Regions from separate parts of the Rattus norvegicus genome. Here region 1 is linked to region 2. The links are chromatin contacts, called in public Hi-C maps. All regions are on one chromosome and are shown on one strand. Each heading gives the region's core, a stretch centred on a gene start, on an enhancer-like site or on the middle of the called end of the contact. The rest is flanking DNA. Distances are from core to core; before and after follow the strand shown. Region 1 holds the start of Sez6l (seizure related 6 homolog like). Region 2 overlaps Myo18b (myosin XVIIIb).

Evidence for each region. A called contact is a pair of places that touch in the nucleus more often than the background predicts.
Region 1: a Hi-C map of prefrontal cortex shows a contact between it and region 2, with 2.4 times the contacts expected there. The contact joins the promoter of Sez6l here to the enhancer-like site in region 2. A contact is called at or near these places in 2 of 12 Hi-C or Micro-C datasets (frontal cortex and prefrontal cortex) and 1 of 1 datasets of contacts at active chromatin or transcription factors (oligodendrocytes).

What each region holds. Positions count from the first base shown.
Region 1 is chr12:49,723,264-49,730,731 of GRCr8, forward strand. It overlaps Sez6l (seizure related 6 homolog like), which reads left to right and starts at 2,067. Exons shown (of 17, transcript NM_001415748.1): 1 at 2,067-2,472. The coding sequence starts at 2,376.
Region 2 is chr12:49,434,305-49,440,977 of GRCr8, forward strand. It overlaps Myo18b (myosin XVIIIb), which reads left to right. Exons shown (of 42, transcript XM_006249578.5): 10 at 4,586-4,730. Among named protein-coding and RNA genes, the nearest start is that of Myo18b, 17 kb to the left of the region's middle. Within about 2 kb of position 2,982, at least 15 of the 93 cell types and tissues checked have an H3K27ac peak or open chromatin away from gene starts, as enhancers often do. A contact at or near this core is called in prefrontal cortex, where this site is marked.

The DNA.
Region 1 (7,468 bases), core at 817-3,316, 290 kb after region 2:
TCTTCTTTAAAATGGGTCTGGCAGTGGGGAAGACCCTCCCCCCCCGCCCCATAAGCTACTTCTGTTCCCCCTCTGACCCCAGCTGGATCTCCTTTCTGGTGACCTTCATCTGCCCGACACTCTCAACACTGTGTCTTCAGACTACTGCCTTTCCCCCCTTTACAGTTTGAGCACACGTGGAACTAGTTAACTCCTGCTGTGGGCTCAGTGGGTTGAGAGTCTATGGCACTGTTGTGTCTCCCCTCCCTGACTAAGAGGTGACTGCAATGATGGACTTCTAGCTGCCTGCTGGGAGTAGGGGAGAGGGTGAACATCCAAGAGGAGCCACCATGTCTCAGCCCAGAGGCAGCCACCTTGTTGCAAGGAAGGATTGTGTTTGGGGACAGGAGTCTGATTTTCAACCCAGGCCCGGCTTTGAATCCATCCACCCTATCACATCCTGGGTGAGTGGCTTTGGTCAAGCGGGTTCCAGGGGAGATATTGATGATCACCGCGATCACTGCCGATCATTATCAAATTGAAACAGAGACCACTCCAGAGTCTGGCAAGCCGTGGGTACTGACAAGCCTTCCTACCCTGCTCTCCTATCTCCGTTCTCCCCTCCGTGTTTCTGTATCCCTGCCCTCTGCTTCTGATCCTCAGGGTTTACTGAACGTCCTGCTGCTAGTCCTAGGCAGGCCTGAGAGTGAGGGGGTGGGCCAGGCCCCTCTTCACAATGGGCCCACCCTCATGCTTCAAGACAGGACAGCATGTCATTCCCCTAGAGGAGGAACCAGGACTCCTGCATGTCCTTCTCAAACACCCCCCCCCCCCCACACACACACACTTTCTGAGACTTGACTGGCCAGGCAGAAAGCTTCCTTCAGCCCAGATGAGTATGGAGGAAAGAGGATTCCCTCCATCACCTTCAGCCCTCTAATCTGGGCTTCAGGCAAAGAGCATCCCAAGAGTGAGTGAGGGGGTCCTCGGGAACCAGGAGCAGAAGAGTCCCTCCTCCTCCCTGCTCCCCTCCCACCTCCCATGCTCTCCCCTCACCACACTCCTTTTTCAGGGATTCCCAGTCTCTCCACTCTGCTAAAGACTTTTTTTAACCCCCAATTGCTACAACCTTCTCTCCATCTGCTCCCTGCTTGAGCAGAGTGTCAAAGTAGGGTGGGGGAGGGAAAGGCGTCTAACTTGGGGTGAGGGGCCTGGGAAGCCAGCTGGGCCTGTTAAACTCTGCAGAACAAGGAGAGCAGTCTCCCTTGGTGTGAGGCATCTCCCGCCTGGCCCTTGGCCAACGCCTGGCTATAAGTGGCTGCTTGTCTTCCTCACCCACTGCGCCCCATCTCCTCTGTTTATGGAAGAAAGACGCGTTGCTAGAGAATTTGAACTGGACAGAGGCAGTCAGAGGATGGGCCTAGACCCAAAGCTTTCGCTGGGGGGATGGGGAAGGGGGAGGTAAAACAGGGCTCAGACTCTGGAAGCTCGAAGGATCTGCAGGGCCCTGTTGAGAGTGCTAATGTAGCAGATGGAGCTGCAGTCATAAAATGGGTGGTGGGTCTTCACCTAAGAGTCTGTGGCTGGGCGTTTCCAAGGTGAAGAACCTCTTGGTATCAGACAGGATTCCGTGGACCTGTGTATTGGTCCAGCGAGGTCCCTGGATGCAATCGGTGTGGCTTCCTAGGTCACCAGGACTCTCTGTGGAAGCACCAAGGCATTCGGCGGATAGGGAAGAGTGGGGGAGGGGAGGAAAGGGTGGAGGCGGGTGGGGCCCTCAGGGGCCAGAGAGGGCTGTACAGTGGGGATACAGGCCAGGCTGCTGGCGGACTGGGTTTGCAAGGACACATCGGGCACTCTTCCGCCTCATCTGACTGTCCCAGCATCCTCAAAGAGAGTGGGGACCACTCGGGACCGGGCGACATCACCAACTTCTCAGGGCCGGAGGGCCAGGCTACCCCGGAACGGCCCTCGGCCGCCTCCTCGTGCTCACTTCCCTAGCTCGCTCGTTCGCTCTCTCTCTCCTGCTAGCTCGCTCGGGCCCCAGCCCCCGCCCTCCGCTCGCTCGCCGCCCGCGGCTCCTCCTCACTCGTCCGTCGCCCGCGCCCGGTGCAGCTCGGCCAGAGCCACGGCGGGCTGCGTGTCCGCCAGGAGCCGCTGCCCTGATCCTACTGCCCGGATCCCTCTGCCTGAATCCCGCTGCACCAATCCCTCTGTCTGGACCTCGCTCTGGGGTCCGGCTGCTCAGAGCCTTCGGTCCAGATCTCTCCCTCTCCCTGGACCGCACTGCCTGATTCCGGCTGCCCGATCCTTCTGCCTTGATCCCACCGCACGGATCCCTCTGCCTGGACCGGCCACACGGATCTCTCTGTGCCGACCCCGGCTCCGTAGCTACAATGACTGTGGCACCGCCACAAGCCGCGGGACCCGACAGGATCTCTCTGCTCCTGGTCGCCTTGCTTCTGGGGAGCCCCGTGGCAGCTCGGGCGGAAGGTAAGAACCCTGAGGGCCCCGGCCCAAAGAGGGTAAAGTTGTTGCGGCTGACCCGAGCGGTCGGGGGTCTCGGCTGGTCCGGGAACACTCGCGCCACCCACGGGACCTTCCGGAATCCGGGCTGGGCACCTCGTCCCTGCCGGAGAGCGGAGGCGGGGACGCATCTGAAGGACTCCCGCCTTGGGTTGCGGGTCCTTCGTCGGTCTCTGGGCTGAGGACAGACTCCCTTTTGCAGTCCGGAAAAGCTTCCCGGAGAAGCTCCTGGGAGTGGGGTCCTCTCCAAACCTCCAGATTCTGGAAGCTCTCTGCAACTGCACCCAGGGCTGGCTGCCAGGCTATTCTGCCAAGCTCTGTGGAAGAAGATAGGTATAGGAAGCGGACAGCTGACTGCCTGTCTCCAGAACCAGATTCCCTCCCATCCCACCATCCCACGCTGTCTCGGACTATTCGGAGGGGTTGTCTCCTGGATAGAACCTAGCCAGGTGTCAGAAAATTGGACTTGGGTGTGGCTTCCTCCGATGGAGGGGAGCTCAGGGCTCCCAGAAGTTGGTGAGAAGAGAGATGTTAGAACCTCGGGGGATGGGCCCCTTTTTTGCCCTCTACAGTCTCATGGATATTAGGAATGAAGAGAGGGTGCTAGTAAACCCCACGTGCTTGCAGCTTAGGAAGGAGGGACTGAGTTTGTGGAGATTGTCGGTTCCTTCATCTACCTGGGGTACACCTTCGCTCCACCCTGCTGGGGTCCCAGGAAGTTATAGTGAGATGCTGAAGTGTCGAGAGAAGGGAGGCAAATAACTCACCGAAACCTGACCCCACCCCCAGCCCCGGAGCTATGAGGTGAGCTAAAGACATCTGGAGAGCCTACTGTGTCAGCTATCGGGGTTGGACCACTTAACCTCCCATTCTCTTGGCAAGGTGTTTCCTCTCGTGGTAACTTACAAAACAAAGCTGGGAGTCTGCCTGAGCTGGTCACAGCCTGGGGCGCTCATCCCCCACCCCTGTCCATCTGGAGTTCCATTTCATTGGGGTCTTCTTGGTCTGGAATTCTGGAAACAGACACGCATTGCCGCTTCACCGCGGGGAATTCTGGGCCCCTGAGTTCAGCACCAGAGTCCCCGGACAGCTCTCGGCTCCAGGCCCTAGCTCTGGGTCCCATCTCTTGCTCAGGGCCTGGAGTGCCCTCCTCAGCATACATTAGGCCTTTTATTCCCAGTCTGTTGGGCCCAGAAATGAACAAGGGGAATGATTTGCCCTCCTTTATTTAACAGAAGATATAATTAAGAACACCTCCCGCCCCCACCCCTTGTGAGACAATGGTATTTCCAATTTACACCATGTCTGGGCAGCTTCCCTAGAAAAGATGGGAAAAGAGATTTGGTTTGAATCAATGGTCTCTACCCAGCATGCCCTTTCTTAATTAGCTGCCTCTTTCCAACAATCTCGTGGTGGCCTTGAACCGGATCCAGATTGCCCTGCCCCAGCTCTTAAATACACATACACACACACACACACACACACACACACACACACACACACACACACACACTGAACAAACAGAACTCAAAGATGTCCAGAGGCTCACCATCTTCCCAAAGTGACCCTACCTCTGAGTTCGACATTCTTCTCTAAGGCATCACCATGGGCATGGGGGTGGGGTCCTAATGGCATGTAGGAAAATGTCACCCAAGATCAGAATCCTGTATCCTGATTCCTCAGTATGTGCCAGAGTGTAGGAGGGAGAGCAGGATGTGTGCGTTTGTGATTTCAGTTTTTAGACATTTTATATTTTGCAACTGCCCCACACCGTGGTTGGTGAGCATATAGTTTTAATTAACTTCAGGTCACTGCCAAATTAAAGTCCACCAATGTACTTCATCCAAAGGCTCGTTACTAACCGTGGGGTTCCAACTGAGTCATAAGAAGGGAGCTAGGGTAGCCCACGGGCACTGCCAGTTCTCATGGTCCATTTGGAAACAATTGATCTTCTGCAATAAATTCTATTTTTAGCCGGCAGCTCATATCCACAAACCAGAGAGGAGAGGCACCAGAGGAGCCCAGGGTTGCAGACTTGTCTTCCTGCTTGCGGTGCGAGGGGTGGGAACTTGTTGCAATGTTCCTATGCAGGGTGCGCATTCTCTGGGCCGTGGTTGCTGAGAATAAAATGTAGCTTGTTTTTCTAAGAGGGCCTTTGTGGCCTAAGACGTGCACGTGAGAGTAATGCACATATAAGCTAAGACTGCAGAGACTGACGTTTCTTTTCTTTTTCCCCTTGGACTAACAAAGCAAATTCAGTATTTTTCAGTAAGCCTCTGACATGTAGTGATAGGTATCATTGTTACGTTGGTGTACTTCCGTATGAATTTGCTATCCTTTCGCAAGGAGTTTTGGCTGCCCCCACCAGAGACGGCCGGACCCAAACTTGAAAGATTCATCTTTTATCCACACAGTTCTGCTGGGCATTAGGGAACAATACCGACTTCCTTTCCTTCCTCTTCCATGTCAGAAAAAGATATTTCCTGAACAATTTGGTTTATGACTTTGGGTTAGGAGTCCGTTCCTGCAAGCCGTTTTCAAGGGAGCGCAGTATACAGGTTCTCCTGTGTGCCGGTTGAGGCGGCATGGCAGGCCCATACTGCATACCTCCACTAGGGGCGCTCAAAGCTGCAGCTGGTGACTGAGGGCAGGAAGGAGGCAAACACGTGTATGTCCAGTTGAAAGCTAGGGTGTTCCTCAGCCTGGTAGCTTGAGCACCTGGCTCTACACCCTCCGGCTGGAGGTACTTGGTCCTTATTTCTCAGGGAGAGATTACTGCCGGCTTTTGGCATACAGTGAAAAGGGGGATGCAGAGAGGGGAAGTTTGCAGAGGATGCTCTCCTGGAAAGTGTCATTGCAACTCAGACTCCAGCTCCCGTTTGGACTCCGCTATAGAGGCAATTGCAAAACGAGGGCCGCGCAAGGCTGCTCTGGTGAGCGGTCGGGCTGAATTTGAAAAGCAGATCAACAGGGTTCAGGAAATTTTTTTGAAAATCAGAGCTGCTTCAGCCCAAGATCTCAGTCTGTTCATTGCTTAGGTGCGCTCGACCTTCAGAGAGATCATCTTGACTGGGACTCTATTCTGCCATCTGTGGGACATAAATAGAATGGGGGCTGATGGGATCAACCTGGAAGGGTAGTTGTAGGATTCGGTAACTCGTGTAAAAGGAACTAGCATACGTTCGCACACAGGCAATGGTTTCCTAGTCTCCTAAGAGCAAACTTCCTTCCAAACAAACAAACCAAGTTGGGGAGGAGGGCCAGCAGGCAGCCGTACTTCCCTGTCCACCGCCATTTAGAGAGGGGGATCTCAGTAGCACACAGTGTAAACTGCTTTTCTTCCCAGACACGGGACACTGCATGGCTTTGAACCCATGACCAGGAATCACAGTTAATGGCAACAAAAGATGACAGATTGGAAAGATGACATTAGAGGGCCGTCCTGTGTGCCAGTTTCTGATATGACTCGCTCTGTTAAAGCTACTGTAACCCAAAGGGTGAAAAAAAGAAAAAAGAAACCTCAGATTCTGTGGCTGGAATCCCTAGTCTATAAATCACAGTTCTGGCGGCTGGTAGTCCTAGTTCATGGAGCTAACAGAGTTTGTCTGGTAGGAACTGTCTTCCTGGCTTGCAAAATGTCCATTGTCTCATGGGGCTGCAAAGATAGTGGGGTCTGGTGCCCTCAGTTTGCAAAGGCAACCATCTCATTTTGGGGCTCAGCCTCCTCCCCCTCTCCCCCTCCCCTTCCCTTCCCCTCAGCTTCACCATAACTCAGTTGCTACTGATTGGTAATTTGTGTCTTTGATGTACTGATGGGAAGGGAATTGAGGAAAACTCAGGGCACAACTTTCCTTTGCTGGGCACCACTTCCTGTACCCCAGCAAGAGATCCACAGGGTCCTAGCTGTCAGCTGTGTGCTTTAGTGGAAGAATGGAGCACTATGGAATCTGACGGGTGGCTGTGTGACTTTCGCCAGGGCTCCAGGGCTGGCCCTGGAGGGAAGCAGCAGATACCAGGAGGAGAATTCTACACAAGGCAGGGAAACCCTGGAGCCGGCTTTACTCTTGGGGTTAAAAAGAGAACAGGAGACAGCAGGAGGAGGGAGACAGGCACACTTGATGATCCTCATCTCAAAGATATAGACTGTGATGGTTTCAATATGCTTGGCCCAGGGAATGGCACTATTAGGAGGTGTGGCCTTGTTGGAGTGGGTGTGGCCTTGTTGAAGTGGGTGTGTCACTGTGGATGTGGGCTTTGAGGCATTGATTCTAGCTGCCTGGAAGATGAAGATATTAAGCTCTCAGCTCTGCCTGCGCCGTGCCTGCCTGGATGCTGCCATGTCCCCCCTACCTTTGATGATAATAGACTGAACCTCTGAACCTGTAAGGCAGCCCCAATTAAATGTTGTCCTTCTAAGAGTTGCCTTGGTCATGGTGTCTGCTCAGAACAGTGAAACCCTAACTAAGACGTAGGCCGTTGTCCTCCCTGTGCCCTGAATCTCAGGAGTTCCCTAGATGAAAGGGGGGAAAGGATGGTGACTGAGTCACTCATTATCCTTCGTTATGGACGGAGAGTGGCCTTTTCATAAGGGACTGGAGTCCAGTTGCTAAGGACAGACTGGTTCCCATGCGGCTTCCCACTGGTTTGTATGTGGAAGCAGTTCTGAGGTGGCCATGACAATGACATAGAACAGACATGCTGACTTTGTAGGGGGCTTGAAGCAGGGGCATGGGGTGCCTCTGCAGACCTGTGTGGACTCAGTTAGCTGTAACAGACTGTGTACACAATGAAAACGCTAATTATGGAGTGTTGGTTTTGTTCCAAGCCTTGCACTGAGTGGTTTGTAAAGATCATGGAGCAAATCCTCACCACAAACCCACCAGGCAGAAGAGTGTGTTAGTCCTGCTGTGCAGATAAGGGAAACTGAGGCTCAGGGAGAACAGGTGAAGGGTATAACAAATGG
Region 2 (6,673 bases), core at 1,732-4,231:
TGATAGGGTGGAGGATGGGGGGCGGGAAGGATTGGAGAAGGAAGGACCCTGAAGGTTGGGTGCTCCAGGGTTCCCTGAAAGGAAGCCACCATTCACTTGCTGGCTGTTAGTTTTGTTCATTTCCAATGCTGCTTTCTTGGCTTCCTTTGCTCTCATTCACTGTGATGATGCTGGGGTTAAAGGTCAGGACCCTTGCACTCGTCTGAGGCTTCACTGTAGTGAGGAAGACAGGCATGAAAATTAATGCAGCTACACGAGAGAATACGTAGGAAGAAGTGTGGCTGTGGGTACCAGAGAGTGACTTAAAGAGATGTTTGGCCTGAGTCAGGGAAGCCTTTGTTGTAACTAGGGGACACTGGGCCGGGCTGATATTGGGTTTTGAAGGATGAGTAGGAGTTTGCAAAGTAGAGAGAGGAAGAACCAGATAAAGGAACGGACAACAGAAGAGCGTTGCAGGCCAGTGGCCTCTGAGCGTAGCCACATGGATTCTCAATGAGACACTTGCAAATTAAATCCGGGAGTGCAATGAGAAAGATCACCCATCGTGAGAAACCGTCTTCACTCCAGGGACGCGGGCATGGTTCAGTGCATGTGAATCAGTAAATAGGATACATCCCATAAATGGGATCGAGGTCACAGGTCACAGGATCCTCTCCATGGATACGGAAAGGGCTTTAGAGAAAATCCAACATCCCTTCATGATAAAAGTTCTGAGGAGCTGCAGTAGAAGCTGTTTTGGTGGCACTGTGAAGTTAGAGCTGTGGGTTAGAGCCCATAAACCTGCTGAGCATGAAAACCCAAAGCCTTCCCCCAAGGTATCCCCTCTCCACCCCACTCTTCACAGGAGAACGAGTTAGAAGCTGACAGAAGGGGACTGCAGGAGAGAGGGAGTCGGTGTATCATTGCAGTCACGTGATTCTATGACCCATAGGACCCCACCAGAAATTTCAGAGTGGGCAGACACCCTCAGTAGAGAGGCAGGACACAAACCTCAAACACACACACACACACACACACACACACACACACACACACACACACACACACACGGCAGAGCCCTCTTGTGAGCCAATGGCAAACGTCTGAGAAAGAAATGAAGGTCTCGGCCCCGTTCACCACAGCAAACACCTCGCAATAAATGTAACCCGGGAGATGAGAGCCTTTGGCAGCGTGACAGTAAGGAAGAGATCGAAGAAGTCACTAGAAGATGGAAAGACCTCCCACGCTCAGGGATGGGCAGATTAATGTTGTAAGTGGCTGCTGTACAGAGGCCACCTACAGACTCGACGAATCCACCCAGGTTCCAATGCCATTCCTCGCGGACAGAGAGACAACCCTGAACCTCACGCAGAAGCAGAAGAGACCCCGGGTAGCCAAGTGATCCTGAGCAAAACCGTGGGAGGTGCCACACGCCTGATGTGTAGTTAATCTGCAGAGTCAGAATAATGAAAACAAATGGGACAGTCGTGTTGATCAATGGGTAGTCACATACTCAGATCTGAGCCGGTGTACCCACAATGGAAAATACACACAATGGGGAAGAGACATCATCTGGGAAAACTGAGTTGTCCATGTACAGGACGAAGCCCCCACTCCTCACCCCTAAAACACCAACTTCAGATGCACCCCAGACTGTGGTGTGATGGTGAGGCTCTCGCTCTAGAGCTGCTGAAGGAGAACACTCAGTAGGACTCCAGTCACCCAGGGAACAAGACCAACACTGGCAAAGGGACCCTGTGGAAGGGACACAAACAGAAACAAACAAACAAGCAAACCACAACAACAAAAGCCCCACAAAACATGTCTAGCAGAGGACACAAAAGGAAAACATAGCTTACAGAGTGTTAAGAGCTGGCAGAGGATTGTCTAGAATTTGTATCTAGAATACATAAAGAACTCCAAAAATGAGAAATCAAAACACACATCAACAATGAACGAATAAAATGGACACACACACTGCTCAAAAGGCAAAACACAAAAGGCCCACTCAGAACAGCAGTGGTCAAAACAAAACAAAACCCACAAATGCCGGCGGGAACATGCTATAGTGGGAGAGAGTGTGAATGGGTCCAGTCACTCTGGAAGCTGGAGTGGAGGCTCCTTAGGAAACTAAAGTCCACGTGACCCCAGAGGCCATGACAGTGTTGGTGTCTCTATGTGAAGATGTTCTGAGCTGGCCAGCTTTCTCTGTCCCACTGTGTGCTGGCTCTGCCGGGTGTAGCCTGAGGCTCCATGAAGTGCAATGCTGTGCTCTGAACTTCTCAGACAGCCATCCCAAGGGAAGACATCTACCAGTGGGGTGTGTGTGTGTGTGTGTGTGTGTGTGTCACACAGTCTCAAACACTTTAAAGTTAGTGACAGACGTCAGACAAAGAGCAAGCTTTCAGGTCAGATATCTTGGACTCAGCATTGGCTTTGGAAGCCTCACACAGGAGTGAGTATAGTGTTAGCTTGTTCTTTTTCCTTGCTGTCTAATACTCCCACCCTGGGCTCTAGACCCACCGCCTCCCGTGTAGCCTTTCTTCTTCTGCTTCTCAGTTTTCTTGGGGGGTGTTGTATTCACTCATCTGACTTATTTCTGGTTTCACGGGTTTTTTTTTACCCAAGAGCAGATGGGTCAGGACATTATTTGGAGTTGCTTAGAGAACAATGGGCTCTCTAACCGTCACCCTGAGCTCTTCTCACTTGGCAGGAGTATCTCTCCTTGTTCATTCACATTCTCTGTTTCCTAAGAGACATGGGTTGCAGGAGAGAGAAAGGGGTCTCCCCTCCCCTCTCACGAAAGCTAAGTGCTTCAGTGATGGGCTCTACCTGTTATTCAAAATCCAGTGCTCCTTGGCTGCTGACACTGGGATCCAGGATAATCTCACCATCTGTCCTCTGAGCGCCCTCTCCTGCTCCCTTGGAATCTCATAAATAACCGAGCCTTTGTTGGGTGGCGCCTTCCTCCCCCCTTGTCTGCTGTGGTGGAGCGGCTGCAGTTGCTAGGCTCAGCTCCTGGTTGCTAGGGACTTGGTGGTTCTGTGGTGGCCCAGAAATATGACAGAGAGGTGGGACATGCTTCTGCTGTTAATTGAAACGCTTCCAAGGCGAATCTCTCAGTGTCACCACCTGCTTTGATGTTGTTCCAATTGGCTGAGGAGCCTCTCCAGTGTCTCAGCTATCTGAGGCGGCTGGAGTGGAAAAGAATCAGCGTGGGCGGGAATTGGGGAAGCCTCCTGCCTTCCCTGCAGTCAATTTGCTGTGTGACCTTTGGCCTATGCCGTGCCCTCTCTGGGCACGAAACTCTACAGAATTCAAGGACCTGTCAGCTCTAACAGGCTCTCCTGCCCTGTGTCACCCAGATTCTCTACTTGGACCAGGTACAAATTGGTCTCTCATTATGTGCTGTGGCAGGTTATTGACAAAAGGGCTCCCGTTCCCGCCTCACTTTCTCTGCCTTCCAGGTTTCTGGGCAGTGTGTCCTCAGCCAGATGGCTCATACATAGAACTTCCAAATTAATTTTAATATTCAGACAAATATAATTAGAACTATAAATCTGAAGAATAAAGAGAAAAAAAATGCCACTTGAAGCTCAGTAACTCACGAACCTACCAGTGGGCCATTCCTTTTCTGCTTCAAATTCTCCAGAAATTTCCCTTTGTCCCACAGAAGGTGCCAAGCAAGCCCCATGTTGGCTCCTGAGGTAGATCTTGGGGTGTGGTGGCCAATGGTGGCCTTCTGAAGTGAGTCTGGCTTGCTGTGGGATCTTGACTGATTAGTGATGTCTGCCATGGGTCCAGAAATCTAAGTGGGTCCATGTGTCAGTCCTTAACCATGGTGATGGGAAACCATTGCTCCTTAGGCTGACCGTTGACTGTCTCGGGCCTGCCTGGCCTGCCTTCCTCCTTTACCTCTCTCATGTGTGACCTCCGCTGGTCAGTCACACTCGCCCCCGTGTGCGGCCCTCTGCCCCATACACATGATCAGTTTCCACATTAACTTTTATAAAGATTTATTTATGTCTATGAGTGCACTGTCGCTGTCTTCAGACACACCCGAAGAGGCCATCGGACCCCATTACAGTTGGCTGTGAGCCACCATGTGGTTGCTGGGAATTGAACTCAGGACCTTTGGAAGAGCATCAGTGTTCTTAACCGCTGAGCCATCTCTCCAGCCCCCACCCCCCAATCTACCTTTCAAGCTCTCGCCCCAGGTTCTGCTCCTCCTCCGTGATCTCCTGTGTCCCACTTAGACCTGGGTCCGCCATACAGCCTGTCCCCATACCCGCTGCTTCTTGTTCCCATCTCTTCTGCCTCGAGAGGCTCCAGGGCTGTGCTCCTGCTCCTTTATCTGGCATCCAGACCAGAGCCCTGACAAATCCTTCCAGAGTGAATAAAACCTGCCCCATACCCCAAACCAGACACAAATGACATTTACCACCTTCCTGGAAGTCTCAATGAGGCTGCCAAATCAGCCCTGCTTAACCGTGGGTAATTTAGTGCAGCCATAAACCGACCGTATGCCCGGCAGACTGACCTCGGCTCTGAGCTGTGAATTCCAGTCTCCACCATGACGGCCTTTCTCTTCTCTCCCCTCCCCCAGCCTGAAGACAAGCAGAAGGCAGCCACAGCATTCTCCCAGCTCCGGGGTGCCATGGAGCTGCTGGGCATCTTGGAGGGAGAGCAGCGAGCCATCTGGCGGGTACTGGCGGCCATCTATCACCTGGGTGCGGCAGGGGCATGCAAAGGTACCGTCCTTCCTGCAGCTATCTGCTGTGGTGTGTGTCTCGGGGCTCCCCAGTGATCTTGAACACGTGCTGTCCATGAGAACCTGTCACACTGATGGGACCCTGTAAGTCACCCCTGCTGTCACAGTGGTCATGAGGCACATAGGGCCATGGAGCACCTGAAATGTAGCTCATGGCTAAGGGACTGAGCTTAGAATTGTGAATAATTGTGTGTGAGTGTGTGTGTGTGTGCACATGCATGTGCATATGTGTGTTCATGTATGTGTGTATAGTGTATGTTTATATATGTGTATGCACATGCATGTGTGTGAATGTAGTGTGTCGTGTGTATGTATGTATGTGCATGCATATGTAGTGCTTGGTGTGTATGTATCTGTTTGCATGTCTGTATATATGTATATATGTATGAATGTATATGTGTGCATGTATATATGTGTATGTGTGGTGTATATGTATGTGTGTAGTGTATATATATAATATATGCATGCATGTATGTGTGTGTACATGTATGTATGTGTGTAGGACAGAGGAAACCTTAGGATTGATTGCTTAGATGCTGTTCTCCTCAGGTTTTCAGACAGGTGTCTCACTGGCATGAAGCTGCTTGGTCAGGGTAGGCTGGCTGGGGCACCCGGGGATCCTCCTGCCTCTGCCTCTGCAGCTCTGGGCTAGCATCAGGCCTCTATGCCCGGTTCATGCACACACATGCTAGGGATTGAACTCAGGTCCTCAGCCTAGTACAGCAGGGATTTGCACACTGAGTCATCTCTCCAGCCCTGGGTTGGGTGTGATTTTAATGACTAAGTTGCCAGTGGCTTCTGCTGGCCAGAGCAGCCCTAAGCTTTGAGCAGGGGCTGCCCATGTGATGAATGGCTGTCCCTGCCACACGTACCGGGCTCTGCCATTTGTGCTCATGGTCTGGTACCTCGACAAATGTCCGCCATCTTGATGACATAAATAACAGGAACCCAACCTCTCTCCTCTCAGTGCCAGGAGTCTGGAGCAGGCTATCTGCAGCCACATCCCATGAAGGCTCTAGGGAGGCCCTTTCCCGTCCACTCTGTGGCTCTGGCATATCTCCATGGTGATGTCACCTTTTCCTCTTCTCTGCCACCATGTGCGTTGCCTTCTGGGTTCTCGAGTCCTCTTTGGTAGCTTCTCAGATTATGGGTCCTTGGGCGAACACAGATAGCTTTGGCTTTACTGCAGATGTGGGCGGGGTCACTCCCTGGAGTTCATGACCAACACTTGGCTCTGATAGGCTAGGGCTCCTTGATTAACAGCCTCAGGCTGTATTCGATTGGGGAGGGGGTATCTGAAGGAGGCTTCCTGCTGTCTTGGACAGATTCAGTAGAAGAGGAGAAGGTGGTGGGTGAGGAGGAAGATTAGGATGAGGAAGAAGAAGATGATGATGATGGGGGGGGGGAAGAGGAAGAGGAAGGTAGAGGAGATGGTGGACCAGTCCAGCAGACACCCTGCCCTGCCTTCCCACGCCAACTGAGTATTCTTTGCCCCCAACTGCAGAGGAGACCACAGGGCCATGGTAAAAGGGCTCAGCTCAACTCGCTCTCCTCCTGGGACAGGTGGGAATTTCCTCCAATGTGCACTCAGGGGCTTCCCTTGTGTGGACATGCCAGGATAAGAGAAAAATCCGCGTCTATAAATATTTTATTAACTCATGATTACGGCAGTAATTCCTTCTGCCTCCCCCTCCTACCCCACCCTCTACATTATTTTATGGAGAGCCGTATGTCGGTCTGCTCGGAAGCCCTGCCCCGTGATTTACTGTATTTTTCAGCTTTGGAAGATTTCATAATGGGTTGTTCTAGAATCAGCTATTAAAAACCCACAGTCATGTGTAAACGTCCCTGCTTTGTGTCACAACAGATCGCTCCGAAATATATTAGGTTCATTTTCATTAATCAAGGATCCTCCTTTGCTTC